Linked DNA regions of Athene noctua: region 2 is linked to region 1. Evidence: chromatin contacts called from public Hi-C data. All regions are on one chromosome and are shown on one strand. Each heading gives the region's core, a stretch centred on a gene start, on an enhancer-like site or on the middle of the called end of the contact. The rest is flanking DNA. Distances are from core to core; before and after follow the strand shown.

Region 1 (6,797 bases), core at 1,725-4,224:
CTGTCTGACAGCATACATTTAAGTCTCCCCTACCTCCGCTTCTGGAATTGCCTTCAGAGCAATGCTCATAGACACGGCATTAAGACTAGACTCCCTTTTCCTTGAGTCACGGTTGCGAACCTCTGTAAAAATATTTCATTATTGCTTAGCAAGGAGCTGTGTAACATAGTAATATAGAAGTATAAAGAATAACTAAATGCATACATACATATGTAGATTAACCGGTCATTATATTCACATTTAAAAACATAAGCAAAAGGAAGTCTGTCACAAGTTCAGAAGACGGAGGACCCAAGAGCTTGTGCTCAACACATGCCATAGATCTAGTGTCATATTAATGCCCTAGAAATTAAACAAACTGTGTCAATGCTAAAATACTATATACTAGATATCTTAAATTAAACTAATATAACCATCTCCTTGGTAGACTCCTAGGGGCTAAGATTTAAGTTTTCAGCCTGTCTGTGAAAGTAAGAACAAGCATAATGGACCACACCAAAGCCTTTTTAGGTCAGCACTATCTCTCCAGTGGGAGATGACTAAAGAAAGAATGAAAGAAAAACCCAGAGTGTTCACTATACCTTCTGAAAGTCCAGCAATCTGTAGTTCAGGGCTTTACTGAAGTAGAACTGGTTTTATACATTTTTGATGGCCCTAAGATGGACTTCACAAATTTGCTGAATTTGCTTTTAGAAAGCACGTCATTTGCCAGTACTCTGAACACATTTCCACAGACTGGTGAGGCACAATGTGGAAGTCTTCCAAGAAGACCTCATCTGCTAGTTTCATTTGGTGCCCACTAGTTCTCACTGGGAACACACCACTCTGCATTCACCTTCTCCATGCACTCATGATGTTAAACACTTCGAGCACATCCACCTTCTGCTATTCTACAATGGGGTTACAGTGTTGGTGGATAAGGGAAGAGCAACTTATGTCATCTACCTGGATTTGTGCAAAGCATTTGACACTGTCCCACACAACACTCCTGTCTCTAAGTTGGAGAGACATGGATTTGACAGATGGACCACTCAGTAGATAAGGAATTTGCTGGATGGTTGCACTCAAAGAGTTGCAGTCAGCTGCTTGATGTCCATGTGGGCAGCAGTGACAAGTGGCATTCCTCAGGGGTCAGAACTGGGCCCAGCGCTGTTTAACATCTTTGTTGGTGACATGGACAGTGGGATTGAGTGTGCCCTCAGCAAGTTTGCTGATGACACCAAGCTGTATGATGCAGTCGACATGCTGGAGGGAAGGGATGCCATCCAGAGGGACCTTGACAAGCTTCAGAGATGGGCCCACACAAACCTCATGAAGTTCAGCAAAGCCAAGTGCAAGGTCCTGCACATGGGTCAGGGCAATCCCAAGCACAAATACAGGCTGGGCAGTGGGTGGATTGAGAGCAGCCCTGCAAAGAAGGACTTGGGGGTATTAGTGGATGGAAAACTGACTATGAGACAATGATGTGCGCTTGCAGCCCAGAAAGCCAACTGTATCCTGAGCTGCATCAAGAGAAGTGTGGCCAGCAGGTCAAGGGAGGTGATTCTCCTCATCTACCCTGTTCTCATGAGACCCCACCCGGAGTATTGTGTGCAGCTCTGAGGCCCCCAATATAAGAAGAACATAGACCTGCTTGAGCAGGTGCAGAGGAGACCATGATGATCATCAGGGGGCTGGAGCACCTCCCCTATGAGCACAGGATGAGAGAGTTGGGGCTGTTCAGCCTGGAGAAGAAAAGGCTCCAGTGAGACCTTATAGTGGCCTTCCAGTACCTAAAGGGGGCCTACAAGAAAGCCAGAGGGACTTTTTACAAGGGCCTGTAGTGATAGGACAAGGGTTGATGGCTTTAAACTGAAAGAGGTTAGATTTAGATTAGATATAAGTTCTTCCCTGTGAGGGTGGTGAGACACTGGCACAGGTTTCCCAGAGAAGCTGTGGCTGCCCCCTCCCTGGCAGTGTTCAAGGCCAGGTTGGACGGGGCTTTGAGCAACCTGGGCTAGTGGAAGGTGTCCCTGCCCATGGCAGGGGGGTTGGAACTGGATGATCTTTAAGGTCCCTTCCAACCCAAACCGTTCTATGATTCTATGATTCCTTCTCCAGGCTGGTGCATCTTTATCTAAATAGCTACTTTTCATACGGAAATCATGCAGTATCCTTGTTTTGCACCTCTATTGTTTTTCTGTTGCTGCTGTGTTATTTCTCAGAGGAAGAAACAAGGATTGCACATTGAAGATTTCAGAACAGCACCGATTTATACAACTATATAGCAATGTCTGTGCTTCCGATCTGCGTGAGCTATTTTCCTTCAAAAAAGATGTGCTTCTTTCTCCTTGTAAATCTTCTTATACTCTTAAATTCCATGATTTTATTATAATTTTTATCAGTTTTTCCTGGGGAAAACATCAGGTTTTCTCTCTCTTACTTCCCCCTGGTATCACATTTGCTATACTCCAGCCTTCTGGCACCAAAGCCATTTCACATATGGGTGAGCTTACTATAATTCATAGTACAGTTGCATTTAAGTAATTTTGGATGCTTTGGTAAATACCATCTGGCAGAGTCCATTTGCTAATCCCCATTTTGTTGGCCTTCTCTGTTATTTTTTTCACTTCAGACACTGCAGTCTGAGCCACCGGAGGACACCGGTTGGTGGATGCACCTTCCCACAGAGCAAAATTCTTCAGAGAAGCCTCCTGAGGACTCCTCACGGTGAACACGGACACAAACACCTCACCTGTCGCTCGGCTCTTCAAAGCCGCGTTTCCAGCAGCGTCTGGCGCTGCCGCGGCCCGCCCGGCGCGGCGCTCGGCAGGGGCCGCCCGCACGGCCCGCGCGCTGCCGGACGCCTTCGGGGCGCCACAGCGGCCGCACGCGCCCGGCTGCCACACCCACGAGGCCGGCGCCGTTCGAGCGCCGCCCCCCAGGCCAGACAGGCCCCGCCCCCCGCCCCGCCCCCGCCTCGGCCGGGCGCAGGCGCGGCGCGGGCCGGGCGCCGCGCGCGGAGGCGGTTTAAAAGGTGGCGGGTACCGGAGCCTGAGGGTGTTGCGCCGCGCCGCTAATGGAGCCCGTCCTGACAGGTACCGGCTCGGCAGCCGGGCAGGGCCGCGCCGCGCCTGTCCCGGTGCGGCTCAGGGGGGCTGCCGGGCCGCGCCGTCCCGGCACGGCACGGCGTCTCCTTGCGGCCCTTTCTCCGGTGGTTCCCGGCAGGGCTGCCGGCGGAGAGCGGCCGGGCCTGGCGAGCCAGTCTTTAGCTCGACCTCGTGGCGTGGTTCCCCTCGCGGGTGGGACGCCCTCCCGCGGGCGCCGGCGCGGCTCTGACTGATCGCGACTCCGCCCGAAGCCTGCGGCGGGGCCGCCTGGGACGCGGGCTGTGCCCGGTGGCAAGGCCGGCCGGGGCGCGTACCCGCTGCGGCGGGCGGGCCTGGCGGGCTCCCTCAGGCCGGGGAGGGAGCGAGTGCCCCTTGGGGTGGCTGCCGGTACAGCACTGGCCCGCGCTGCTGCCGCCACGCATCGGTGCCAGACTGGCTCTTCCTGTTCTGGTCAGGCATGGCCTCGCTTGGTCTGGTTTCTTCTGCATCTTTCTCAATTTCTGCCTCGCTAGGTTGCCCTCTGACGCCTGTTTTTCCTCGCTGTTGTCGCCTTCTCTGAGACATTCTAGCATAAGTTGCCGTTATGAGAACCAAGCTCTACTCAGCTCTTCTAGTTCAGGCAAAGCTTCCAGCCCTTCCTTGTTTTCTTTTCCATTGACTGTACAAAAGCTACAGAGTGCCTTGTCTTCTGTTGGAGTATCTTTGATTAGCTAAAATTGGGTAATTATTGTAAAATACACCTTTGATCCTACTGCAGGTAAATAAATGTACCTTTGAAGTAATCTTCCTTTGTTTGACCCTCACTGCAATGCTCTAGCCTGTTTTTCTAGGAGAATTTGTAGCTATGAAGGTTCTAAAATATTTGATGTAAGAGGAAGTCGTTTTTTCAGGTGCAGTTTTTTTACCACAGAGCAATCGAGATAAAATGCAACTCTGGGAGAAGCGGCCCTGGTCCAGTAGTAAAATGAACACAGTTAAAAATGCTTTGGAGTACACGTCTTAATTTCCCATGTATATCTGAAGTCATAGTACTGATAATATTTTTCCCTGTGATTTGGGTAACAAGGTGTTTTATGTTCCACACTTCTGTTGTATGTTAGAAGTGTTTCTAATAATCATAAAGAATATGTTGCTCTTTATAAAATACTTCTACTGTTTGATCATTATTCTGGTTTCCATTTAGAAAGAATACATGACAGTACATAAAAATGGATCAGAAGAACATACATAGTAACCAAGATAATTAAGCAATGTTTGCCAAGGATGACCCTTTTAAATTGACTCTTTCAGTTTTATTCATGAGTTCTGAGAGTTGTCAGGCCTGCAGTTTGTATAAAGTTGGTTTTGGTGACAGTTTTCTGGAACATCCCTGTTGTGCCATTCAGAATGGGAAACGGGCATGACCGGTGGAGCCGTTAGGTCACTTCAGTGCCTGTCCTAAGTAAAATTAATGAGGGGATTGTTAGGAGTTTGTTTGCTTATTCCCCCATGTCAATATGTCTGTGTTCACTTGTTTAAAGGCTTTCTCAACCAGGGCTGATTGCGGTCCTTGAAGAAATTATTAATCTAGTTGATAAAGGAAGCTAATTAAATGCAATATACCTAAAGCTATGTAAAGCAACTGACATGAAATTGTATTGGCCCCTGTGATATGTACTTAATTTGGGGTGTTTCAGTATAAATAAAGTGGAATTTAAAATCATTTGGAAATTGTGAAGTAATATTTCTGCAGTCTTCTGGCGGTTTGGGCAACGAATAATTCTACTGTGTTTATTTCATTATGTGTGTAACTTGTGTTACATTAGCTTGTCTTAAAGTTTTTTATTACCCTGAAAACTAGTAGTGATTAAATAATTCTAAGGATAAGCAGTCACATAAAGATATGGCATTGCTTGTTAAGCTGGTAGTGTGCTTTAAATAAACAAAGTGAAAAGTTGTGTGTCTAGTGTCAAATTTCTAAGTTTGTTCCATTACAACTTAATTTAAGGGACAGAAATACTCTAAAAAGACCATTCTGCTGCTAGTATCTGATACTCAATTTATTAAAAGCTATATTTGATACTGAATGCAATATGTATAGATGCAAAATTTTCTTGGAAAGGCAAGTTTTACCTGTTTTACCATAGTATATACTTAATTAGCTGTTTGTTTTTTCTCTTCTGATCCAGGTATTTTCGCATTTGTAGATGTTTGGTCATCTAACAGAACAGAAAATTACTCAAAAACCTTTGAACAGCAACTTCTTGATATGGGAGCAAAAGTAAGGAAACTATTTTGAAATAGAGTAGGAAAGCTATTAATTACAAATGAGCTTGCATGTTCTGTTTATTATGTTATTTCTTTGTAATACGAGTTTTTGAAGTGCAGGAAGAATGGTAATCACAGACCCGAGAACAGACAAATGTGCTGTAAAATTCTTACTAGTGACATATGGGAAGTGATTTTAAAGCCTTCCTGTGTCTGTAAGCCTCTGTATATTAATGATAGTATGCATTTGTTGTGAAGTATTGGGCTTGCCACATACTGTGGGCAAACCAAGTCTTAGTGTTGAAAACCTGTGGTTTACAAGTATGTACCTTATGTTGTTTGTTTTCTTTAACTTCTAGGCAGCTGCTCTGTTGTTACTACAATATTTCCTAACCCCAAGTACCATGACATTTTACTCTGCTGTGCACTCTCCTACAAATGTGATTCAACTGCAGGAAGTGCTAGTAAAAATGTATCTGATTTTTTTTTTTCCTGTATCAAGTATAGCTGACTTGTAGGTGCAAAATACTTTTAATTGCCAGCTGTAAAATTTCAGAGACCAAAGACGAACTGGCATCTTCCCTTCTCATGTGTTATAACCAGTTAATGGAGAGTTTTACAGCTCGCATCATGCTCTAAATAAGTTGTGTGAACTCCTCATGCTTTTTAAGTGGGTAGGTATATTTTACTGTAATTCAGAAAATTTTGCTAATCTCCCCAAAGCCTCTCTTTCTGTACGAATTTAGCTGAGAGCATGACAGAACAGTAGAATAACTGGTTTTATTATAAAATCAGATACAAGTCAATGAATAACTTGAGTAAAATATATTTCTGATGCTTTTGTGCTGTACTATCAGAACTATGGAATTCTGATATTAGGGTTTTTGCATAGAAAATATGACAGCATGAGACCTCAAAATTCGAGTTGATCAAAACGTAACTGGATATAGTGAAAGATATAGGCACACGATACTGATGAGCCTATTTAGCAGATCCCCTTCCCTTTTACTGGGTTGAGCTGATTCAGCAAGCTAAGGTCAGGTGAGCAGCAGAGAACATCCAGGGTAAGAGAGGAGACAGGAGAGGTGAGAAGGAGGTGTAAGGTGGTGCTCCTCCATAATTTGGAGGCAAAGCTACATTAAGCATTTGTCTCCTTAGGGCATAGGTTGTGAGCCAGACAATTGCTTATTCGCTTATGGTATTATATCTGGAGTCATAACTTACTCCAGAAGAGATTCTTTGGTCTTGTATAACTAGATACTTAAGTATCATGGGGTTTTTATCTTCCAAGAAGCAATAAATCAGCTTGCCACCAGAACTTTTTGGAAAAGCTGAATAGTTTTCTTAAAGCCAAATATAGATCAATCATGATAGGAGCCAAGTATAGTGATGCAATTGAGACTGCAACAGGAAGCTACACAGCTATTTCCATTTGGCTGTGCTGAGAAGATGCTGCTGTAA
Region 2 (6,442 bases), core at 742-3,241, 160 kb after region 1:
TAGACCTCTACTGCATTCAGTGCATAGAATGTGCATTATTTCTTGATGAGCTTGGTATTTTATTTCCCTCTTTGTTCAAGGTGTGTCTTCAGTTCGTATTTATTACATGATAGCCAAACCATCCTCCAGAGGCAGAATTGTTCACTTCTGCAGATTTTGTAATCACTTACTATGGAGGTTCTTCAGAAGTATGAGTGAATTTATAGTCTGTAAGGAAAGATATAACTTCATATACATGCAATCGGAGGCCTCAAGTACATTCCTTGATATGAAGATTATTTTATTCCCTTCACATTCTTTTCACTGCAACTCATCTCTTCAGGCTGTTCACTGAGTGTTTACCTTCATCTCACAAACTCATACTCTGCCTTTAAACCCAGCCAGCTTAATTTTGTCATATTTTTCCCCAATCCCCCACCATTTCCCAGTCCCAGTTCACTGTTTATATTACAGACTGCTGATCTACATTTTCCGCTCCTGATCACAGTCTCATTAGCCAAACATACCCAGTTGATCTGAATCCCAGTCTCTCTCTGCAGTGGCCTTCATGAAGCAGCAGGTCTGGATCCGCTCTCCAACCTGTCCTGCCATACCAGCCACATCAGAGAGGTTGTTCCTGCATACCTGGCTCTGCTCTGCTGGCATCAGCTTTACCTTCTCTGTGTTGTGCTGGATTACTTTCTCCTCCCTGTATTGTGATTAATTACTTTCTCTTCCATGTGTCCATGTCATAGGCATCACAAAACAGAAGCTTCCTCCTCAAGTTTTCTGTCCAACCTAGCTTTTCTTGGTTCAGAGTAGAAAAATTTCCCGCTGGAAGAGGCCATAATGGGGAAAGTACCTTCATCTGGTAGTCCTGAGCTGAGGGTAGCATATGCAGTTACTCAGTGAGGACAGAAACATACACACCGATCGGGAATGGGGAGCCCTGACAGATAAGATGCCATGACCCCTCCTGCCCCCCAGTTCTGGACTGGGGAAGGAAATAAAGGCCATTTAGTCTCATCAGGGACACAGAAGCTATGATGCATGTCAAATACGAGTTCTCACTGCAGAGCTTCTCTGAGGCCGTCTGAAGAGAACATCGTCACAGTACTTCAACCTAGTATCGTTCCCCCAGTCTTACTTTGCTGAACTATTAGGATACCGTTTTCAACACACATTAAATAACAGCTAGCACAAGATGAATAACAGCAAAGGACAAAGCTTGTCCCATTTAAAGCCTGGTGAAGGAAACACATCTTAGCAGAAGGTAATGAGCATCCATTTCATTTAAAATTATGAGATCTTCAGAATCTTCACGATAAAACTTGTTTTTTAAAAGAACAATGAATAAACACTTCACTATGGGCTAGAGTTCAATAAGAAACTCCATCTGGGAAGGTTATTACACTGTTTTCTAGAAGACTTCTTGCATTTTCTTCAAAAGTAGCTGGTACACCTGGCTGCTGCTGTCACCAGCTTACTGGGGGTCAGAGATGTGGGGCAGCGTGGGACCCTGGGGGAGTCAGAATGCAAACGGTGGCGGTGAGCTCCCGAGGCGTACAAAGCCCTGACCGTCACTGCCGTTGTAGCGGGCAAAGGTGAGGAGTTCTCTTGGTGCTCCACTTCGGACTCATGGCAGAAAGGTGGGGGGTGAGTCAATTTTCTTCTAAGCTGTGCCGGGTTAAAATGAATACTAATGATAACTAAGCAATTATAAGCGCGTGACTCGTTTCGCATGTGCCGAGCAGCTCTGCCACACGGCGGGGAGCAGCCGGGCACCCCCCGGCCGCAGGGCCGCCGTAGCTGGGCACCGGGCCCGAGCGGCGAGGGCGGGGGATGGGGACACAGCGCGGGGCCTGCTCGTGGCGGCCCCCGCCGCAGGCCGGGCTGGCCGGGGCCGGAGCAGCGGCGGCGGGCAGCGGACCCCAGGTCGCGGCCGAGGCGGAGCCAGGGCGCCGCCCGCCCGTCCCGGAAGTCCCCCGCGGCCGCCGAGGGGCCGCCTTCCTGCCGGTGCGGCTCCGCCTCCGGCCGGGCAAGATGGTGGCGGAGGTGGCGCGGGGGGAGCCGTGAGCCGGTGACCGCTCCCGTGCCTGCCTGTCTCTGCCCACCCCCCCTTCCTGCTTGCCGGTGGCGGCCGCCGCTGCTGCTTCCCCGCCCGCCTGGCGGGTCTGCCCGGCGCGGCGGGCGATGCGGTCGGCGGGGCTGCCGCGCTGTGTGTGAGCGCGCTGCCCATGTGGGTGTCCCGGTGAGGCCGGGGGGCAGCGGGAAGATGCTGCTGTCGCTGGTGCTGCACACCTACTCCATGCGCTACGTCCTGCCCGCCGCCGTCATGATGGGCACGGCGCCCACCTACGTGCTGGCCTGGGGCGCCTGGCGCCTGCTCTCCGCCGTGCTGCCCGCCCGCTTCTACCGCGAGGTGGACGACCGCCTCTACACCATCTACCAGAGCATGGTGCTCTTCTTCTTCGAGAACTACACGGGCGTGCAGGTGAGCGGGGAGGGGAGGGGGCCGCCGGCCTGCCGTCCGCCGGCCTGCCGTCCCCCGGCCGCGGGAGCCGGCAGCCGCCGGGGAGCGGCCGTCGGTGATGTCGGCCACGGGCCCGCGGCTTCGGGCTCGCCTCCCGGCCGGCGCCTGCCCCCCCGCTGCCTCTCCCCGGGCCGCTCCGGCAGGCGGGGCGCAGCTCACCGCGCCGGGCCCGCCGGCCGCCATGTGAGGTCCGCGGGGAGGGAGCGGCGGCAGGTGCGGGCTGTGCCCTTCCCCGGCCCCGGGCCGCAGAGGACAGCCGTGTTTCGCAGCCGCGCTGCTCCGCTGGTGATGCTTTTCACGGAGTGTTGGTGTTGTGTTCATTTTGCAGGTCGGGAAAACGGAAGGGATGCGACACCGGCCGTGCTCTGTCAGCCCTTGAATGGCAGCCTCCCTTGCACACTTGAACCCTGTGGCCTGTGTTGCACATCTGTAGTATTAAATTGGCAGCAGATAAGAGAACTATAATCAACTATAATTGTCCTTAATACACGCACAAGTTTTTAATAAATAGAACACTTCACTTCTAAATTACTAGAGCTTCTCAGTTTTCGTGCAGTTTACCCCCTGTAACTCTTTGGCCCTTAAATTTTGGGTCAGCCATGGATTGTGATTATTCAGTGTATCAGAAACTGAAGTCCAAGGTTTCAGGTTAATAAGTTGGAATCGGAGGCCTCTCTTGCATGACCAGAAGGGTATTCGTGTTCAAATAATACTTACTTCAGGAAGCGTTAAATTTCTGAAGGGTCATCTGTTTGTCTGTAACTTGAAAAGTAAATAAGGAGACTTTTAATTCTACATGTAAAAAGAATTCTGTGTGTGACAGGTGCTTACTGTGCCCAAAACCTCACTTACGAACTTGTCTGAATATAAGGAAATGTATTTGAAGGTAGTGTCAGCTGTAGGTGTTCGGGAGTAGAGAGTAACAAGTGCTTACATGTTAATTGGCAGGTGACAGAGCAGGTACAAATAAGTCCTTATTTACAACTAAAGCATTTGACCACCCTTATAAAGCATCTTTCAAAATCAGGCTAGGTCTCCCCTAATTTCCACTGTTGAGCTGCAGTTGTAGGCCTCACTTCATACCAACTTAAGGAAACCCCCAAAGCCAGCTAAAGAGAGAAGAATTGCAGTTTGGTATCAGAGTAAATAGAACAGGTACAAAATGGAAGTGAGATCTCTTAGTGATAATTAGTTTTTGATTCACCTTGTAACTCGTGTGACTTCACCCTTACATCTTGCCCAAATTAGTTAACTAGCAATTTACATAACTTTAAAAAAAAAAAAAAAAATGAAGAGGGATCAATAGTTCACGGATTACGTACTTACTGTTTTATCATCCGCCTTCTTTTTTATGTAGCGTTTTTAATGCAGATATCTTGTGTGTAGTAACACACCTTGGTCATTATCAGCTGAAAGTAGCAGTATAGTAGTTTAATTCAACCCATTCTAAGAATGAGAGACAGAAATTAAGATGTCAGTTGTAATAGAAAAATTACTCAAATTTCCTACAAATAGTGTGTGCACAGAGTAGCAACCACTTTGAAATTTTGATAAGAACTTTTATTAAAAAAACCTCTTTTTATCAAAAATGCTAACCAAAAGAAACAAAGGCAGCTGTCATCTGTTGACTTATGTTTTGTTGCATTGATAAAACTTCAACACACACACACACAAAAATGGTGGGGGACAGTACAAGGGATCACTTAGGACAATATTAAAATAGAGGTGCCTTGTCACAGTAAGTAATAGATGATCTTAATAGGAGATGATGCATACAGAGCTGAAATAAAAGATAACAGAAACAAGAGAGCCCGCAAAACCACTGTGGCATATATCATAAGTAAAATAGTAACTGACTGAAAGGTAAATAAAAACTGGGAAAATATAGCTATGTTGAAAGGTAAGAAGTAGAATCCTTAGAATTTATGTATCGTTTCAGTGGAAGATAACCCCCATTTGTTTAAGGAGGAGAAACAGGGTGTCTTTTCAGACCTACTCTTGCAAACACTGAGACCATTTAACTTGAAACTCACAGTGGAAAGTTAAACGTGTGCCTCAGTGTTTGAGATTGGGATGGTAACTTGAGAGCTATTGGATGTTTTAAGGCATGTAATTAGATGCAGAAGATTGAACTTAATCACTTATTCCCAAAAAACAATGCAAGCATAGTAACTTGGGTGGTTTCATAAAGGTGGCTGTAGGGCTTTGCCAGCATTAAGGCATCGTAATAGCCATGGGAGGGAAGAATTCAGCATCTCTTTCAGGTCTTTCAGTTGATCAAAGCGTGTTGGGATATTTTTTTGTAACTGGATAAATGAGAGGCCAAAAACCTCATCCACCAGAATACTGGAATTTGTTGCGTAGTCATTAGGATTATGCAGATGCTTAAGTGACTTACTGAATCAAAGCCTTAAGTGATTTAAGTGACTTCTTAGTGTTGTCACCTTTTTACCCTATATAAAGTCTTTAATGTTGTGTGCTATTTAACATCCTTTGTTTATTACGCATAGCGTATTTGTAGTTTTTCAGTACGATAACACTCTAAGACAGTTGGGAATATTTGAGGTGTCTGATCTTAATATTTTTACTGAAACTGCCAGCAATGTGATTGGGGCTTTCACAGAGTAAAGTTGCTTTGGTTCATAAACTTAGATTATTTTTTGACTGAATGAAACGCTAGTGTATCTTGATATTTATTTTGTATTTATCTGTCAGGAAGTGATGTTTCTGTGTATCATCTGCTGTTAGTCCATCGTGTATCTAAACCTCCCCCTCATGACTGTATGCACAAATGTATTTTTTTCTTCTTTTTTTGTTCTCCTTGGATGTTTTTAGCCAAGTTTATTAAAACAAAATCTGTAGTTCATGCTAGGAGGGCATTTTATCTATGTAGCAAATTCTTTTCAGTTGTGAAACATATCTAAATAAGGTGATAATCTGCATGACAGAAAATCTTGAAAGACTAATTCCCTTTTAAGTATTTGATTTGAGATCAAAAATAGTTACAGAGCTATAATTGCTGTGAACCCTTGCTGAGTTTTTATGTTCTAGAGAGTGGCTCATGAAGTAACTGTAAAAGTTTTTTACTTTCTCATATGGCAAATACTTTCCCTTTGTAAATTTTGGGTCAGATCTGGGTTTTCTCCACCAAAATTATTTGTTTTACAAAGCCTAAGAGAACTTCAGCTAAGATGGAGTCAGTTTAGGTTTTCCAGTGATACAGAATTCTGTTAACGTATTGCCAAAAATGGCCAGTTTGCTGACTATCATGCAAGAGTTGGCTGTGGAAAATCAAAGAACAAGTATTTATAGTACAAGAAGCAACCCAGAACATAGCAATACTGCAAATGAGGTAAACTGGACAAAGCCATTATGCCTATCAAGTGAAATCCTATTATGCTGTGTAAATTTGTCAGTTCAATTGCAGTTTAGCAGATATCCATAAATTTTATTAAGGAGCTATAAATATATACAATTAATCTGTATGTGGCATTGTGACAATGCTCTTCAACAATCTCCAGGATTATGAACTCACAGTAATGAAAATTTGTAAATGTCCTCTGTTGGAAAGTAGTATAGAGGGAATGGTCCTGCTTTGGCCTTATGTTGCTTTTGATGCAAATGCAGTTGTGTTGCTCCCCACCTGACCTGCTGAAAGCTGCAGAAGTGCTACAGTACCCTCTTCTAGGAGAATATATATGAGATGCTTGAACTCTGTGTAAAGTGAGTAGAAAGTCTTCAAGAGTAAAGGATGTTAATTTTATCGGTGATGAGCCAAAGCAGTCAATGACACAAACAGGTGCAATTCAGGCACTTTGGGAGAACTTGCATTTGCTTGTCCTAATAGCTGACTTGGCCCCAAGTTTCTAAATCAGCAAGTAGCCTGTGAACTGTGGTTGTGTTACTGCTTTTGTCTTTACTGTACTAGTG

What was found. A called contact is a pair of places that touch in the nucleus more often than the background predicts.
Region 2: a contact with region 1 is called in a Hi-C map of liver, with 4 times the contacts expected there. The contact joins the promoter of AGPAT5 here to the promoter of MCPH1 in region 1. A contact is called at or near these places in 2 of 2 Hi-C or Micro-C datasets (heart and liver).

What each region holds. Positions count from the first base shown.
Region 1 is chr1:27,290,518-27,297,314 of bAthNoc1.hap1.1, forward strand. It overlaps MCPH1 (microcephalin 1), which reads left to right and starts at 2,975. Exons shown (of 17, transcript XM_074895734.1): 1 at 2,975-3,077; 2 at 5,258-5,349. The coding sequence starts at 3,059.
Region 2 is chr1:27,456,387-27,462,828 of bAthNoc1.hap1.1, forward strand. It overlaps AGPAT5 (1-acylglycerol-3-phosphate O-acyltransferase 5), which reads left to right and starts at 1,992. Exons shown (of 8, transcript XM_074895743.1): 1 at 1,992-2,473. The coding sequence starts at 2,255.